Regions from separate parts of the Mus musculus genome. Here region 2 is linked to region 1. The links are chromatin contacts, called in public HiChIP or PLAC-seq maps. All regions are on one chromosome and are shown on one strand. Each heading gives the region's core, a stretch centred on a gene start, on an enhancer-like site or on the middle of the called end of the contact. The rest is flanking DNA. Distances are from core to core; before and after follow the strand shown. Region 1 holds the start of Tmem106c (transmembrane protein 106C). Region 2 holds the start of Col2a1 (collagen, type II, alpha 1).

Region 1 (5,516 bases), core at 957-3,456:
TAGTTCTAAGTGCCTCTAAAAGAAAACTGGAGAGAGCTTACACTAGCAGCTTGGCAGCACACCTGAAAGCTCTAGAACAAAAACAAGCAAATTCACCCAAAAGGAGTAGACGGCAGGAAATAATCAAACTCAGGACTGAAATCAAACAAATAGAAACAAAAAGAACCATACAAAGAATCAACAAAACCATCAGCTGGTTCTTTAAGAAAATCAAAAAGATACGTAAACCCTTCCTTAACCAGACTAACCAGAGGGCAAAGAGAAAGTATCCAAATTAATAAAATCAGAAATGAAAAGGGAGACATAACAAAGTATATCTTAAAATAATTACAGTTTGTTGAATATTAACAGTTGAAAATAGTAAAATCATGTTCTACAAACATCATGGAAATATTATTGATAATTTTTCTCTCTATGCTAGAACTTAGCATTTTCTTAATGTTTCACTTCAAAAAGTTTTTGCTATTTTGAAATTTTTAAAATATACTTACTGATAAAGTAATTTCTCTCTTAGAAACACTGATAATCTTTTTAAAGTAAACTGATTGTTAGACAATGTTCACAGATATATAATGCATTTTAAATACTCTCTCACTATGTCAGGTGCTATCATATAAGGGCTTTTGAATATATTCCTTAATGATTCATTTTTAATATTTTATGCTCTTTTACTATGCTTAATTACAATAGAATATTTTGTATGTTTTGAAACAATTTAGTATTCAATGTTAGATATAGGATCCTCAGTTATGGATAGTATTAAATATTCATTAATGATATTTTTAGGATATGAATATAAAAGTTGAACAAAATTTTATGTATTATTTGATTCTCAAAATACTCCATAATATTAATATGTTTGATGTATAAAGTGCATTTAAATAATACAAAAAATTATGAAAAAAACAAATAAACAAAAAACAACCAAATCAAACCATCCAAACAAAAACTCCAAAACCAAGACCAACTAACAGACCAAGCTTTCCTCTTTATTTGCGCTGTGTCTATATTTATTAGGATTGTGTCCCACTGTGAGAACATGAAATCTAGGAAGATCAGAATTCTATCAGGGACCTGATTTCTTTTATCCTTCTGTCCAGAGTTCCTCATGGCCTCTTGGTCACAACACAGCTACTTTAATCTCTAATACCAAGCTCACAGTCCAGACAGGAAGAGTGAGAGGATCAGCTGAGTCTCTATCTACTTTAAGGAGACACAGAATTTTTACTAGAAAAAAATCTACAACCTTCCCCCAAACTGGGCAGAACAGTATCACCAGAGTTCATTAACTGCAACCAAACAATATGTTTTTAGCTTAGCCTTTATTTCTCCCAATATCATCAGATTTATTTAAGTAAGAGACATAGAAGTAGGGCTGGAGGGATGGCTCAGCTGTTAAGATCATTAACTGCTCTTCCAGAGGTCCTCAGTTCAATTCCAAGCAACCACATGGCGGCTCACAACCGTCTGTAATGAGATCTGATGCCCTCTTCTGGAGTGTCTGAAGACGGCTACAGGGTCGTCATTTAAATAAAATAAATCTTCTCTTGCTGTTCTTAAAACAGGGTCTCACTTTGCTGGCTGGCCTCAAACTCACGTTCTAGGCTAATTTGAATTTGTGGCGATCCTGCTGTCTCTCAGATGCTGGAAGCCCCGTGCACCATCACACAGGGCTCTTTAGCCCTCTTCGCCAGTTTCATTTCGCTTCTGTGGCACTTTAGCTTTCGGAGGAGCTCTCAAACCCTTTATGCCCATCCCACGTTTTTTGTGGATAGTGGTCCTGAAATAGGATCACCTTGCAAAACTTAGCTTTGGGTTTCATTCTTTTGACTAGCCAGCAGGACTCCGATGGAAGTTGCCTCCAATCAGGCCCCTTGTCACAGTGGTTCTCCATAAGCTCTTTAGGCATTCAGATCCTCTGCCGGGACCTAGTACAGGTTCTGGGTTTTGGGTTTCTTTATGCCCCGTGTCCCTGTGCGGAGAGAATGGCTTTGGCCGTCCTCCTCTCACACAGAAGCGCTCTGATCCGGAAGCTCAGATCTGGGGGTATAGAGGAGCGACGTTCTGTCTCCGAGCACCTCCGCGGTTCTCTGTCGCCCCCTACCGGTGGGTAGGTGCGCTGCCGCTGCGCGGCAGGAGGGACGCGCTGGAGCTCAGGGCGCAGGCGCAGGCGCTCGCGCTCGCCCGGGTCCTCGGGCGGGCTTGCGGTTCTGCGCGTGCGCACGGGCGGAGGCGCGCCGAGGACTCGCTGGAGCGGGCAGGTGGAGGGAGGAGTGGTCCCGGGAGTAACTGCCAGCAGTTGGTGCGCCACAGGTCCGGGGGCGCCCGCGTTCCCGAGCCTCGGAGGCCTGAACGCGTTCGGAACGTGGCTTTTTTTGTGCGGGGGCGTGACCTGAGCCCGCCTCCTCGGCTGGGAGTGGAGGAGAATGGGGATCGCTGAGGCCTTTAATTAATCTGGTGCCTGTTGTTTGTGTGCCCGAGGTGCAGCCTGTTTGCCTTTTGAGTTTGCAAACAGAGGGGAGGAAGCGGCGGGGTGGGGTGGGGGAGCAGGAGGGGAGATGGGGTCTTCCGGGCAGAGAGCCTAATCCAGCGAGGGCCGTCCTATTCCAGGGGGAGGGGAGGCCAGACACGACACGGGACACTGCTGCAAAAGGAAGGCCGCAGTAGGAACTGCCAGTGTTGCGCACACAGGCACACACTTAGAACAACAGCCTCTTGCTCAGTATTTTGCACTTTATGCAGAAGTGATTTTTTTTTACCTCTAGAGCGGCCCCACATGGACACTAACACGCGCTCACCACCCCCCTCCCCATATAGGAGATGACACATGGGGTCTCAGCACTCCTCTGCCCTCACATTTTGTCAGCGAAAGAAGGATGACAACCCGGAGGACTTGCTGGCTGATAGAGATCAGGAGGAAGCCATCGCTCAGTTCCCCTATGTGGAGTTCACTGGGAGAAATAGCATCACCTGTCACACCTGCCAAGGAGCAGGCTACATCCCAGCAGGTGAGACCATCGGCCATCACACGGAAAGCACTCTGGCATCTGCTCCAGCCAGCCCTCCATAGTCATAGCCCGCCCTGAATTGTAGCCAGCTCCGCTGCCCTGATAAATGGACAGACTCCAGGTTTTTTGTTTTTTGTTTTTTTTAAATCTTACACTCGGAACCCTTTCTCTTCTTCATTTCTACTCCTTTATTAATGCCTTAGTTTCTTTTCTGGTTGCTCTGATAAAATACTCTGACAATGGCAATTTAGGGGATGAAGGTTTATTCTGATTCACAGCTCCAGGTCACAGCTCCATCACTGAGGACAAGTTATACAACAGCAGCAATTTGAAATCGCTTATGTCACCTTATAGTCACAGCAAACAGCGAGCGAGGAGTGCTCGTACCTGGTTTCCCCTTCCCTATTCATTCAGAGATACAGCCTATGAAATGGGTGCCACCCACATTTAGGGAGGGTCTTCACATTTCAGTAAACCCAGTTAAGAAAATCACTCACAGACACGCCCCGTGGGCCGACCTAATCCCGTCTGTATCCACTGAGACATCTTCCTAGGCCACTCCGGGTTCCCAGCCCCTCTCTGGTTTGGAATGTTTATTTCTCTGCTGTGGGATCTGTTGACAAGGATGTTTCTCTATCGTTCTTGCTCATAAGGATGGCCACAGCATTGTGAAGGAGATATTCTAGCAGATCCTTTACAAACAAAGGCACCATGAGCAGTAGCCAGGGGTCAGCAGAATACCAGGGGGTGGGGAGTGACAGTCGGCTCAGGAGTGGGGCCTGGATTATCTGTAGCAACAGCTGCCACTAAGTTGACCCTAGGTGTTGGGGGAGTCACAGAGATTAGAGCTTTTAAGAACCTTACAAACCACACAAAGCTCCAAGTGAAAAGTGACAATGGCTTTGAGATGTTCCGAGACTTCGTCAAAGACAGCGAAGGCAAGAGCCCCCCAGCCTCAGTGCCGCAGCCCTACGGTGCTGGTAGAAGTTTTACAGTTTGTGGCGTTCTCCTTAGGCTAATCTGTTTCTTCCCCTCCAGCTTTTCTTATCCTGTCTCTACATTTACCCGTTCCTTCATCCAACCAAAAGTGTACGTTTTAGTGTCTAAGCCCAGCTGAATCTCAGCTGTGCCAGTTGACGGCGAAATGTGACAAGAAGAGGAAGGGCCACTCATACCTGGGGTTTACAGAATGAGTCTGTGTTTGCTGCTTTTCTAGAGCAAGTCAATGAGTTGGTGGCTTTGATCCCCCACAGTGACCAGAGGCTGCGTCCTCAGAGAACGTGAGTTGGCTGGCTCTCATCTGCCAATACCTTCTTCTGTTCCCAACTCCTCTCTATGAAAGAACACCAAGTAATCTTTGAGAAAGATGTCTGTTCTTATATCTGCCCTGTTTCCTTATTTTCTTTATCCACTAATTTATGATTATTACCTCATTATTTATTTATTTATTTATTTATTTATTTATTTATTGTGATACTAAGGCTTGAACCCAGGCCCTCTCACTTACTAGACAAGCACTCTTCCACTGAACGATAGCCTAGTCCTCCCCATTTCCCCTAGAACTTTTGCTTAAGTGAAATGTCTCTGTCTCGTGTTACAGTCTGGGCAAAGAAATGTGAAGCTAGAAACATCTTAAGGGTCAACTGAAAGGAAGGGGTTGGGGAAAGAGGCCGTCCTGGGAGATGAGCGGTGTTTAGGAGATAAAAGCACCGGTTTCTCTTTGGAGGGCGAATGGTGCTCAGAAGGGCTGAAGGGCCTTTTCTTGCCCCATTGCTCTGTGCCCAGTCTGTGCTTCCTGATTCTGTTCGCTTCCTTTCACTGCATCAGTATTGTGTCAATCAGGACCATTTAGGCTCCCGTATCTGGTATCTGACCGACCACGGTGACCCTGTGCTGTCGTTTGCAGAAAACAGTATGTCCTCCTGTCGGTCCTGCTGTGTCTCCTGGCATCTGGCCTGGTGTTCTTCTTTCTGTTTCCACACTCGGTCCTCGTGGACGATAACGGCATCAAAGTGACAAAAGTCACGTTTAATGAACAGGACTCCCTTGTGGTCCTTGATGTCACGGTAAGATGAACGGCCTCGCTTCCTGGCCTGCGCACTTGCCAGCCTTAGACCGGGACACTTACCTGGCGCTTCCTCCCTTGCCCTTCCTAGGCCACCCTGAAGATCAGGAACTCCAACTTCTATCCTGTGGCGGTCACCAACCTGTTCAGCCAGGTCCAGTACATGAAGGCTGTGGTCGGCTCGTACACAACCACGAATGTCTCACTCATTGCCCCTAGGAGTGAGCACCTGGTATGTCGTTGTTGATGGGCCTCTGCCCACGGGCTAAGGAAGAGAGCAGGTGCTGTGAGGATGCTGTGAGGATGCTGTGGGGATGCTGTGGGGATGCTGTGGGGATGCTGTGAGGATGCTGTGAGGATGCTGTGAGGATGCTGTGAGGATGCTGTGAGGATGCTGTGAGGATGCTGTGGGGATGCTGTGGGGATGCTGTGGGGATGCTGTG
Region 2 (5,516 bases), core at 2,156-4,655, 40 kb after region 1:
AGACCTGCGTTCTCCAAGAATGCTAAGAAGTAGCTCGGGCTGGACCCTCTCCACCAGCGCCCTGCCGTCTGGAATTCGCCCTGCACATGAGAACGGTGCTGACAAGAGAGCGCCAGGGACTGAAGAGCCCGCACCGTGTGCTAGGCAGCGCCCGGCGCTGTTTTTCTCATCAAAATCTCAAAAGCAGTGGCAAAAGCTGAGGGTGAATAATAGCGAAGAGCCACAAACCCAGTGGGCGTGGAGAGAAACGGGCCTGCCCTCTGCTCTTCAAGGAGGGCGAGAATCCAAAGATCAAAGTCTCCTTTTTCTTTTCCACTGGAAGAAACCCATCTATCTAGCCTTTAGATAAGACAATCGAGGAGAAGCTGAAGGAATCCCAGGGGGAAAAGGTCGAAGCTGCTGGGATACTCCCTGCTCCTCCACCTCAGGCTCCAATCCCACTTTCCCCACCCCCAGCGGCGCTAATATCGCTGGAGGTGAGGAAAGGCTAGTGACGCCCTGTCTTGACTAAGAAATGGCACTCTATTGCCCAAGACTGCCTAGGACAACCCGAGAAAATCCTGGAGAGGGTGCGTCGTGAAAGCTGATCGGGTTCCCCAGGAAGGGCGCCCTAGGGCCGCGCGGGCCAAAGGAGGGGCGGGTCTGGCCGGGTGTGAGAGCTGCTGGCTGACTCTTTGTGGCTGGGGCTCCGGACACAGCCCTCCAGCAGACAGACATCCGTAGAGTAAAATGTAGGATTAAATGACTGCCCAAGAAAGGAGCCAACGCTGTAACCAGATCGCCTAGGTGCGGTCCGAAGAAGCCAGCACCACCCTAATTGTGGCACGAAAGGGGCTACAGATAGCATCCTGGCCGCCCGATCCGGTTCCCCTCGTTACCGCCGTGCGGCATAAGTGATTCTTTGTGGCCGGCCAATTAAAAAGCTACCTCTTTCGGGGAACTGTTTTGCTTCGTCGCCGCTGTGCGCGGGGCTGGAGCCCGGGAGGTGGCGGCAGGCGGGCACGGGGGGTGGGGGGGGGATGAGGGCGGGGAGGCTGTGCATTGTGGGAGAGGGGGGTCGGGGAGTTGGGGGACCCACTGGGCCTTGCCTCTCATGAATGGGGCTTTTCTCAAGCGCATACAGAGCCCGATTCACAGCTCTCCACGAGGAACCAGTTTAAATAAATACGGGCAGGGTTTCAGCCCATCTGGAAGCCATCGCTGCCAATCCCCCAACGCAAACAAGTCTCACAAAGGAGGACTGAGGTCTCCCCTCCCGAACCAGCAGCACTTTTGGAAGGCTAGGGCTGAGAAATGCAGATGTGGGTCAATGTCTTCGCGGCCAACAAGTTTCCCAAACTCGTGGAAAGATGGAGAGGAGGAGCGCGGTGGACTCTAGGTTTCTGACATTCCTAACGTCCACACAGGCTACGCCTTGCCCCACGTCAGGTCTTTGGGTCCTGTGGATCCAAGGCTAGAGTGTGGGGTGTCTGCCATTGGTGAGGCAAGCTGGGGTGTAAAACCAACGATTTTTTTTGGGGGGGGGGGGCATGGTCAGATGCAGAATCGTAAGAGACCGAAAGTTTTAGACAACCTCCCCCCACCCACCCACACTCATACAAAGCTGTGGAATTCACTCTGTCAAAAAGGTTGCAGCAGTGAGAGAGAGCTCTTTGACACTTAAGCGAGCGCCTCTGCTATCAGATGAAGAATTCGAGAAAGCGTTAAGACGCTCAGTTCACTCCACTGCGCTCCATAAAGAACACCGGTCAAGACCGCAGCTTTGTGGGGTGTGTGCTTGAAAGTTTAGGACAAAAAATACAGTCAGGCCTATCTCAGACCACATACAAACACTTCGATGCCCCCCCACCCCCGCCCCCAGAGCTCGAACGCAGGACTCTGGCTTAGCTCGCCACCCTGCCACCCTGCGCGGCGGGGTCGGAAAGTGCTATCCCGGGCTTCTCGCGGCAGCGCTCCCCGCTCTAGCCCTGCCCCCCGCCGGGTCCGCCAAGCTAAAGAGCAAAAAGTCCGCCCGGGCCCGCCTCCTTCTAAAGCATCTCTGGAGACAGCCTGGTGGCAGGGGAAAGAGCACAGAGTCTCACGGGCAGAGGGTCTTTGATCCCCACCTACTGTCCAAACAGTTTCACCTGCGATTGATTAACAGTCTGTAACATACAGAGAAAGACAGGGCTGGAACCCTACCCGTCGGAAACGTGCCCAAACACGTGGAAGAAAATTCTCTACCTAATACACTTTCCAGGCTTCGGTTGTCCTGAATATAATCCCAGACAGTGGATCTTACCCAGGGAGGAGATGGAAAGGTGCGGGAACCGCCCTTGGACCGAGGCTATACAGCTGCCACCTCTAACGATAGCCATACGCAGGTCACTAGCCTGACCCCATATCCATCCACGGCTACACACGCTGTAAAGTAACTCATTGTAGGGTATACAGTGTGTGTGTGTGCGGGTGGGTGCTCTTGGGGACACATTTGGAAAGCAGGTCTGTTTGCAATGTCAACGTTTTTCAGTGTCAAATTCCTGCAGCCTAACGGAGGCAAGGGGAGAGCCGAGTTTCAAAGAAGGGCTGCCCGGCTGCACCTTACTGTGGGCCAGCCTGATAGCGGAGGGGACTGGAGAGCTGCGCTGAAGTCGCCGGGAGCCGCTTTTTCTTTGTGGCCTCAGATTTCAACCCATCAGGGTCAGAGTTAGTTCTTTGTCTAGCGCCCCTTTGAGTTCTGCAGCGTCTAACCCCTAGACTAGGCTGATAAATCAACCCGTAGGCGTCTCTCGATTTCTCTCCTACTTTTAAGTGTGGGGCTTCTTTTACTGAGCTCGAAACGTCCTGGTCAAAGCTGGTGGAAGGTGATGCGTCTGTGTTCAAACCTGTTGCATATCCTTGCTTAACGCAGGGACCTGAGAAAGTCTCCAATCGTGACTCTCACTGAAGATGCTGCGACAGAGGTCCTTACTCGCAGAATTAGGATCAGTGTACTCCTGTATACTCTGCGCTTAGGACTTAGCGCCCTAACCCGGACCAGTACTTGGGGGAGGGAGTAGGAGGAAAAGGGTCACAAGTCAGGGAAGTAGGCAGGGGCGGCGGGCGACTTACGGGCATCCTGGCCCTGACACCGTAGGACCGCGGCGATGAGCAGCGTCAGCAGCACCAGCGACTGGGGAGCCCCGAGGCGGATCATGGCTCACCGCGAGGCCTGGCAGAGCCTGGCCCGGGCGAAGCGCAGCGAGGCGGCAGAGCACGGAGCGGGTCCGGGTCTCTACCGCTCCCTCATGCAGGAGGCCCTAGGAGCAGGAGGAGGCAGGAGACCCGGCAGCCCAGCGGCGCTCTGCGTCTTCCCCCGGCAGAGGCTCCAGTTATATGCTCCCGGTCGCTCCAAAGGCTGGCAAACCGGCCCAAACCGCGGGCCGCCCCCTAGCCCCCCGCGGGGCTGTAACCTGAGACCCCGCCCCCGGAGCCCGCCCAGGCCGGACCAGAGCCCACACCTGCCAAGGCCAGTCGCCCCTTTCGTGAGCCCAGCTTCCCGCCCCCAATGTGCCCAGTGGCCTGATCGGGCGGGGCACCGAGACAGCCTCCGGTCGCCCCCACTTGGGACTGCCACACTGCCCCCTCTAACCACAGGCGGGAAGGGGGGGAGCATCGGGCCCCTTTCCTCGGAGTTCTGCTGGGGTTAGAAGGGAGGGGGTTGTTTGCAGAGGCATAAGCCTGGAGTTTTAGACCCAAGGCAGAGAGGACGAAGCAACAGAAAGGAGCAAGAAAGGTGGGGATGGGGAATTTAGGAGGCGGGGAGGTGCGTGGGGGACCAAAGCATGAGCAGATGGACGTTGTCCAGAATCCTAAATCTGGGGGACAGTTTTCCAGACCTGCCTTCCAGCTCCTTTGCGGAGTACCTGCCCGTGAGCTCCCACCTGGAGTCTCGGGGACCACAGCCTCCCTAACCCATCCCCCATCCAACTAGCTAGAAAAGGCCTAGGTAGAAGGGGGAACTGAGCGGGTGGCTAGGACAGGGTCTGGTGAATTCCTACACAGAGGGAGACCTGTGTGGAGGTCTAAGGGGCGAACAGGCCAGGGAAGGGACTAACGGGACTGCAGACAACCCCGGGGACAAAACGGGATGGATTGGAGACGCTTGTCTAGTTCGGCTCTTCCTGGCCCAGGTTCAGGAATCTCCAGGGGAGTGGGTGCCCTTAGCCTGGATAGAGCAACCGCTGGCCAGGGACTGTTGGCCACTCTGAGGCTCTGGCCAGAGAGTCTGGAGGTGGCTCCAGCTGGACTCGGCTTTGTGAGGGGCGGGGAAAGCGCCAGAGTTTCCTAGTTATTCCCCCACCCCAACCTCATTCTCCAAGTCTTCCCCTATCCCTGGACCTCCAGCCTCACCTACCTTCCTTGCTCCCCACCCCCCCACCTTAGCCCAAACTGCGGAGGTTCGGCCTAGCCCTTGCTATGTTCCCGGAAGTCTCCTTTGAGAACAAGAGGGTGAGGATGAGTCCCCAAATACATCTTTCCTTCAGGAGTGAGATGGTCCTCCGGTGAACTTTAAGCAAAGTGAAACTTGGAAATTAAGACCTGATTTAAGCAGTAACTCCTTTGTCTCGAAGTGGGTTTCTGTGTTGCTTTCCTCCAGGAAGCTGGAAGTCCTTGGGAGAAGCCACCTCTATGGACCTGACCGACACTCCCAGGGAATGCTGGAGTGTGTGGGGGCTTACCCAGCACACCACACCACCTCAGACTTTGGGGTTTCTCAGGATGGAAACAAAGAACTTCGAGTGTGTAGAACGTAATTTCCCTGCAAGTGTACTGGCTGGAGAAGTAGAGAGTGTTTTGTTTGTTTGTTTGTTTGTTTGTTTGTTTGTTTTTTAATGTAAAATGCCACTGGGTTTCAACCAGTCTAGGGTGGGGGTTGCTTGAGTCTTTCTTACACCTTCCCAGGCTATTCAAGGATTTTCGTTCAATGCTAGATCCTTTTGCCTCAGTCTCTGCTAGAAAGGTGGCTTTAAGTCTGCAGTGCCCAAGTCTTCTTTGGACCATAGGTGTCCAGTCTTGGCTTGGAAGTCAGTTTGTAACTCTCACACATCTTTACAGATTTCATTGGGTCTCTGAGCTGCCCTTCCTAATATATTTAGAGTGCGTTGTTTTTCTGCCTATATATATACATAGACAAACATGTACACACACACATATATACACACATATATGTATATATATGCAATATCTGCATAAAAGAACTCAATTCAGCTCTCCAGTTCCTGCAACTAAAAACAAAATTGGCAGGGCAGTGGTGTTGCACGCCTTTAATACCAGCACTTGGGAGGCAGAGGCAGGCAGGTTTCTGAGTTTGAGACCAGCCTGGTCTACAGAGTGAGTTCCAGGACAACCAGGGCTACACAGAGAAACCCTGTCTCAAAAAAAAAAAAAAAAAAAGTAATAACTACCAGATTTGAACTAGAGTTGAAGTGGACGAAGCTGGAATAAATAGAAATCACTGAGATTCCACGGCCAACTCTAGAGTCTCCTCCTACACA

The links. HiChIP or PLAC-seq counts read pairs in DNA pulled down with a chosen protein or histone mark.
Region 2: a contact with region 1 is called in an H3K4me3 HiChIP or PLAC-seq map of embryonic stem cells, with 49 read pairs. The contact joins the promoter of Col2a1 here to the promoter of Tmem106c in region 1. A contact is called at or near these places in 3 of 39 promoter capture datasets (the 3T3-L1 cell line, the SN4741 cell line and neural stem cells), 3 of 15 datasets of contacts at CTCF or cohesin (CD8 T cells, the NIH/3T3 cell line and embryonic stem cells), 13 of 484 Hi-C or Micro-C datasets (the G1E-ER4 cell line, the HL-1 cell line, embryonic fibroblasts and 6 more), 6 of 115 datasets of contacts at active chromatin or transcription factors (the SCID.adh cell line, embryonic stem cells, epiblast stem cells and 1 more) and 3 of 9 other capture datasets (adipose tissue, liver and pancreatic islet).

Annotation. Positions count from the first base shown.
Region 1 is chr15:97,962,023-97,967,538 of GRCm38.p6, forward strand. It overlaps Tmem106c (transmembrane protein 106C), which reads left to right and starts at 2,207. Exons shown (of 8, transcript NM_001252153.1): 1 at 2,207-2,313; 2 at 2,818-3,008; 3 at 4,225-4,288; 4 at 4,915-5,074; 5 at 5,165-5,305. The coding sequence starts at 2,828.
Region 2 is chr15:98,001,319-98,006,834 of GRCm38.p6, forward strand. Col2a1 (collagen, type II, alpha 1) reads right to left here and starts at 3,406. Exons shown (of 54, transcript NM_031163.3): 1 at 3,091-3,406. The coding sequence starts at 3,175.